Regions from separate parts of the Pan troglodytes genome. Here region 1 is linked to region 2. Evidence: chromatin contacts called from public HiChIP or PLAC-seq data. All regions are on one chromosome and are shown on one strand. Each heading gives the region's core, a stretch centred on a gene start, on an enhancer-like site or on the middle of the called end of the contact. The rest is flanking DNA. Distances are from core to core; before and after follow the strand shown.

Region 1 (2,700 bases), core at 150-2,649, 210 kb before region 2:
TCCAGGGGCCTACCTGACCCCATGGCTTGACAGGCCCCACCCAGCACCACAACACTGCTCTCCCTGGTGGCTGGGGCAGGAGCGCCCCCACAAATCCTGCGGCCAGGCTGCCAGTCTTAACTCCCACCCCTGACTCCACCCGTGTGACCTTCGCCTCTCTGTGTTTGTTTCCTCGTCTGTAAAATGCAAAAGACAATTCCTACCTGGAAGGGTAGGGGGGATAAACAAGTTAACAAATGTAAAGCACGTAGAACAGCACAAATGCTTGAGTTTGTGTTGGTTGTTATTATTACTATCTAGCCGATGGAGCTTAAACGGTGTGGTCTATCCCGGAGGACGAACTCCAGGTCCCACACTCTGTGGTGTCAAGTACACAGAAGGCCCTCAGAACCCGGCTGAGTGAACCCAGTGGTCCCTTCTGATTCACCGTTCACTTATTGCGTGTCTTCTCCATGCCAGGTGCTGGGCTGCCAGCTGCAGATGGAGCAGCGAACAAGCCCAGGGCTCCTCCCCCAGGTAAGCAGTGTCACTTCTAGGCCAGAGGGGCTCAAATGTTTTGGTCTAAGAAGCTTCTTACATTTAAAACTTCAGAATCCCCTCACTCCTGTAATCCCAGCACTTTGGGAGGCTGAGGTGGGCGGATCACTTGAGGTCCGGAGTTCAAGACCAGCCTGGCCAACATGGCAAAACCCCGTCTCTACTAAAAATTTTTTAAAAAGAAAATTAGCCGGCCGTGGTGGCGGGCGTCTGTAATCTCAGTTACTCGGGAGGCTAAGGCAAAACAATCGCTTGAACCCGGGAGGCGGAAGTTGCAGTGAGCCGAGATCGCTGCACTCCAGCCTGGGCGACAGAGCGAGATTCCGTCTCAAAAAAAAATTTAATTTAATTAAATAAAATAAATTTTAAAAAATTCAGGATCCCAAAGAACTTTTGTATGTAGGCAACTGATATTTGTCATACTAGAAACTAAAACAAAAATTTTACATATTCATTAATTCACTTAAAATGACAATAAACCCATTGCTTGGTAACATAACGTATTTTATGAGAAATAATTGTAGTTTTCAAAACAAAGATATGTCTTTAATGTCTGGCTTAAGGGAAGACAACTGGATTCTCATGCCGCACTCAACCTGTGCGATACCTAGTGCTGGTTGAAGTATATGAAAAACACTCCGCCCTGTCCCCATCCTAGCCCGCCACGGAGCCACGAGACCCGAGAGGATTGGCCAACCCGGCGGAGCAGGTTGCGGACGACTTCCGGGGAAGGAGGGGACTGAGCGCCAGGAGCCAGGTAGATTGGGATTGAATAACACATGTGTCTTTCTGCGCCTTGGACCCGCCTCCAGTTTCCGCCCCTTCTTCCGCTCAAGTGTAAACCCCTAACGCATGCGTCCTAAGAAAGATGGGCACTTCCGCCCATCCCCCTCCGGAACCCTCTGTTCGGGCTCGGGTTTCCACCGAGACGACAGGGACTGCCAGGTCGGAAGTAGTGTGAGGCTCGTGGGCGGAGCCAAGCGCCGCCATGTCCGCCGCCCTGCTGCGGCGTGGCCTGGAGCTGCTGGCGGCGTCCGAGGGTGAGGAGGGCTGGCCAGGGGACGTCCGGCGCGGGCAGGAGGATGGCAGTGGCTGTGGGCGGGAGCCCTGGATGGAAAACAATCCAGGCCGGGCTTAGCCCCAGTGGCATGGGAACGCTGCGCGCCCTCTGACCTGGGTCTCTTCCTCTCTCTTCCCCTACAGCCCCCCGGGACCCTCCAGGTCAGGCCAAGCCGAGAGGGGCTCCGGTGAAACGGCCCCGGAAGACGAAGGCAATTCAGGCCCAGAAACTGCGGAACTCGGCCAAGGGAAAGGTGCCCAAGTCGGCACTGGGTAAGTTCGGGAAGGGGCTGAAAGTGCTGCCTCCGGTGCTGGGACCTGCGCCCCAGAGGAGGTGGCGCTTGAGGCAGGGCTTGAAGCGTTCGCCCGGTATTGCTAGACCTACTGTGTGCCAGGCGCGGAGCGGGGCCCTGGACATACGAAGGTGACAGAACACGCCACCGTCCTGGTCCTCGTGGACTACGGCCCTAGTGGGGAGAGAAGCATCAAAGAATATCAAACCCAGTGTGTCATTGCTAAGTGCATTGAAGCCTATGAATTAAAAGACTACGGTACTCTGATGGGGACTTAGGCCAAGTCAGCCTTCTCTGAGGAAGCGACATTTCAGCCGAGAGCTGAAGGATGTATAAGAGTGAGCTAGGTGAAAAGTAGGAGAATATTCTAGGAAGAATAGTATGTGCAAAGGTCCTGAGTCAGAAAGGAGGTTGTTGCCTTTGAGAATTTGAAAAAATAAAGGCTGGTAAAGGTGACCTAGTGAATGAGGATCAAAGATGGAGCATTTAAACACATTCACTAACACTCTGTACCAGGTGCTGATTCTAAGTGCTGTACAAATGTAAGCTCGTTTGATCCTTACAGCAGCCCTTTGAGGTCGATACTACTATCACCCCCGTTTTACAGATTCAGAAAAAGGCACCTGCCCAGGTGGTACAGGCATTGTGGCTGCCCAGGCATTGTGTCTCCAGAGTGCTGCTATTACCTACTCCATTGAAATAGGACATGCTGTGGCCTGGGCAGTGGCTATAGCAGCAGAGATAACAAGAGAATTGTGCAGGTGGAAAATATGTTGAAGAGGGGGCAGCAGAGAATTTCAGCCTTTAGAGG
Region 2 (2,700 bases), core at 96-2,595:
TTCGCCATGTTGCCCAGGCTGGTTTCGAACTCCTGACCTCAGGTGATCCGCCCGCCTCGGTCTCCCAAAGTGTTGGGATTACAGGCGTGAGCCACCGCGCCTGGCCGAGAGAATGCTTTTCAAACGACGGTGGGAGCAAAGGCCAGGCCCAGAATTAAAGAAGATGACAGGGTGGGACAGAGGAAGCAGGTGATATGAGAGCGTGTGCTCTGGCGCAGCCATGAGGCTGAAGTAGACGGTTAGGGGAGCGTCTTTGGCGGCCGCTGAAGTTGATGCTTAATTCCGAGGAAACAACGAGGCGGCCATGGAAAGTAACGAGATACTTGATTCTTAGAAAGATTTGTAGGGGGCCAGGCGCGGTGGCTCACACCTGTAATCCCAGCACTTTGGGAGGCCAAGGCGGGCGGATCAAGAGATCAGGAGTTCAAGACCAGCCTGGCCAACATGGTGAAACACCGTCTCTACTAAAAATACAAAAAAAAAAAAAAAATTAGCCAGGCATGGTGGCGCATTCCTGTAATCCCAGCTACTCGGGAGGCTGAGGCAGGAGAACTGCTTGAACTGGGAACCGGGAGGCGGAGCTTGCAGTGAGCTGAGATCGCGCCACTGCGACAGAGCGAGACTCCGTCTCAAAAAAGAGATTTGTAAGGGACGAGCCTGGAAGCAGGGAATCAGTCAGGATCCGAGTCACCCTGGAGCCCAGGCAGAGATCAGCGAAAGCCCTCGCTGATGCAGAGGTCTGGAAGGCGTGGGGCTCCGGGAGGCTGAGCAGCTGGACTCCGCATGACCAGAGGTCGTGAGGCCGTTCCGCAGGCTTGGGACGCTCCTGACCCTCAGAATCAAGCGCGAGCCACTGCATTAGCATGGGAGAAATGGCAGAGATAGGGCTTGAGGGAGGGATGCCCGAGATTAAAGGTATTAAAGGTAAATTGGTGTCGCGGCAAAACCAGCGTGGGAGCCAGGAAACGAGAGTTTCAGTCTTTCTTCGCTAATTCCAGAGATAGCTGCATATCACAGGAGGAGAAGCGACGCAGCCATTTTTCTTCGTTATTATCAAATTTGGCTGCTGCCGGACGCCGTAGATTTGTGGCTCACCAACCCTTAGCCCACCTCTCCGTGGCTTTTCACTAAGTTTGAACCCGACCCCTCGCCGTAGAGTGTGTAATTTCTGTCTCCGAAGCTGACGTCAACTTCTGAACGAAAGCTAGGAGCGGAAGAGCATGCGTGGAAATGGCGCTCGGTACGTGCCCCCGACCTGACGTCTGCCGCGGGGGCGCGCTCGCACGCCGGAAGGGGGCGGGGCCAGATTTGGCTTTATATAGCGGACCCGTAAGGCCGACCGGCCTCTACCGGCGGGATTTGATGGCGTGATGGTATGTGTTGTAATGGCGGCCTTTTCATTGTCACCGGCGTCGGCACGGCTGAATCCGCGACGCATCGCCGCCATCCCGTCTTGGCCGGCGCCGGGGGTTTGCTCTAGGGGCACAGGCGACCCAGCGGGGACTTCAGTCTGGCCTATTTTCTGGAAAGTCGAGAGGCTTGTGGAGAAGAGCGCTTGGAGGACTGGCTTTGGGCCTGCAGGTCGGCCAGAGAGAGGCCGTAAGGGTGGGAGCAGGCTTGGAGGCCCGGCATTTTTAAAGCCATGAGTCATTTCTAAGTTTCGACCTCACCAATTGTATCATTAGTTGGGATTAGGGCCGTAAGCTGCTTGTCTGGGTAGAAGGACCTTGGGTGGAGGTTCTCGGCGCCGTTCTCATTGGGAGGTAAAGAAGCTTGGGGGAGGGGAGTGCTGTGGAGTCCTCCTGAATATCTGGGACCGCTGGTGCACTCCGAAGGCCTCTGGAGCTCGCAGAAACCACAGATGATGAACTTATTGACGGGCGGACAGAAACTGTGTGCTGATTGTCACGTTCTGATTTGGCTCTGCCGAGTTCTTTGGCCTGCGTGTATCAGTGTAATTAGTGTCCGGGCGCCGGAGGCAGCCTATAGCGTAGCATTGCTAGCTGCTACCCAGCGTTTGTCCCGGGAGTCCCTTTCTTTAGCGGTCAAAACCTTGCTAATTGGCACATAAAGCTGCCTGTTGAGCAGTTTTTAGTGCCACTAGTTAGTGTATTTTTGTGTGGTTAGAGAAAAAAATGGCTCGTTTTCTTACAGGTTGAGAAGATTTGAAATAAGATTCAGCTTAAATTTTGTCGAATACAAAAGCATTCTTGACACGTGCGAGCCTGGAAGAGATAATGACCTTTTTATTCGGCTTGCTGGGTGTCTGGTCAGGATTCTTCAGTATTGCTGAGATTTGGAACTTACGCAGCTGGGAACTAGAGAAGGGGGCACTGCTTTGGTTTGGGTGCTGACGGTGATTTTTTTCCCACCTAGTCTCACAGAAAGTTCTCCGCTCCCAGACATGGGTCCCTCGGCTTCCTGCCTCGGAAGCGCAGCAGCAGGCATCGTGGGAAGGTGAAGAGCTTCCCTAAGGATGACCCGTCCAAGCCGGTCCACCTCACAGCCTTCCTGGGATACAAGGCTGGCATGACTCACATCGTGCGGGAAGTCGACAGGCCAGGATCCAGTATGTACAGGCATCCTAAAAGTTGGGGGAATAGGAGTGGAGGGGGAGGGAAATTGTAGAGATGGAGTCAAGCTGTTAGCAGAGGGCAGACTTTTTTTTAAGCAGGAGTTACACGTTGTCAGAACTGCTGC

What was found. HiChIP or PLAC-seq counts read pairs in DNA pulled down with a chosen protein or histone mark.
Region 1: an H3K4me3 HiChIP or PLAC-seq map of stem cell-derived excitatory neurons shows a contact between it and region 2, with 13 times the contacts expected there. The contact joins the promoter of RPS19BP1 here to the promoter of RPL3 in region 2. A contact is called at or near these places in 1 of 7 Hi-C or Micro-C datasets (stem cell-derived neural progenitor cells), 1 of 1 datasets of contacts at active chromatin or transcription factors (stem cell-derived excitatory neurons) and 1 of 1 other capture datasets (stem cell-derived neural stem cells).

What each region holds. Positions count from the first base shown.
Region 1 is chr23:41,529,670-41,532,369 of NHGRI_mPanTro3-v2.0_pri, reverse strand. RPS19BP1 (ribosomal protein S19 binding protein 1) reads left to right here and starts at 1,399. Exons shown (of 4, transcript XM_515142.6): 1 at 1,399-1,577; 2 at 1,741-1,869. The coding sequence starts at 1,526.
Region 2 is chr23:41,315,761-41,318,460 of NHGRI_mPanTro3-v2.0_pri, reverse strand. RPL3 (ribosomal protein L3) reads left to right here and starts at 1,345. Exons shown (of 10, transcript NM_001280414.1): 1 at 1,345-1,373; 2 at 2,377-2,569. The coding sequence starts at 1,371. It overlaps LOC112206807 (small nucleolar RNA SNORD43), which reads left to right and starts at 1,857; the gene lies at 1,857-1,920.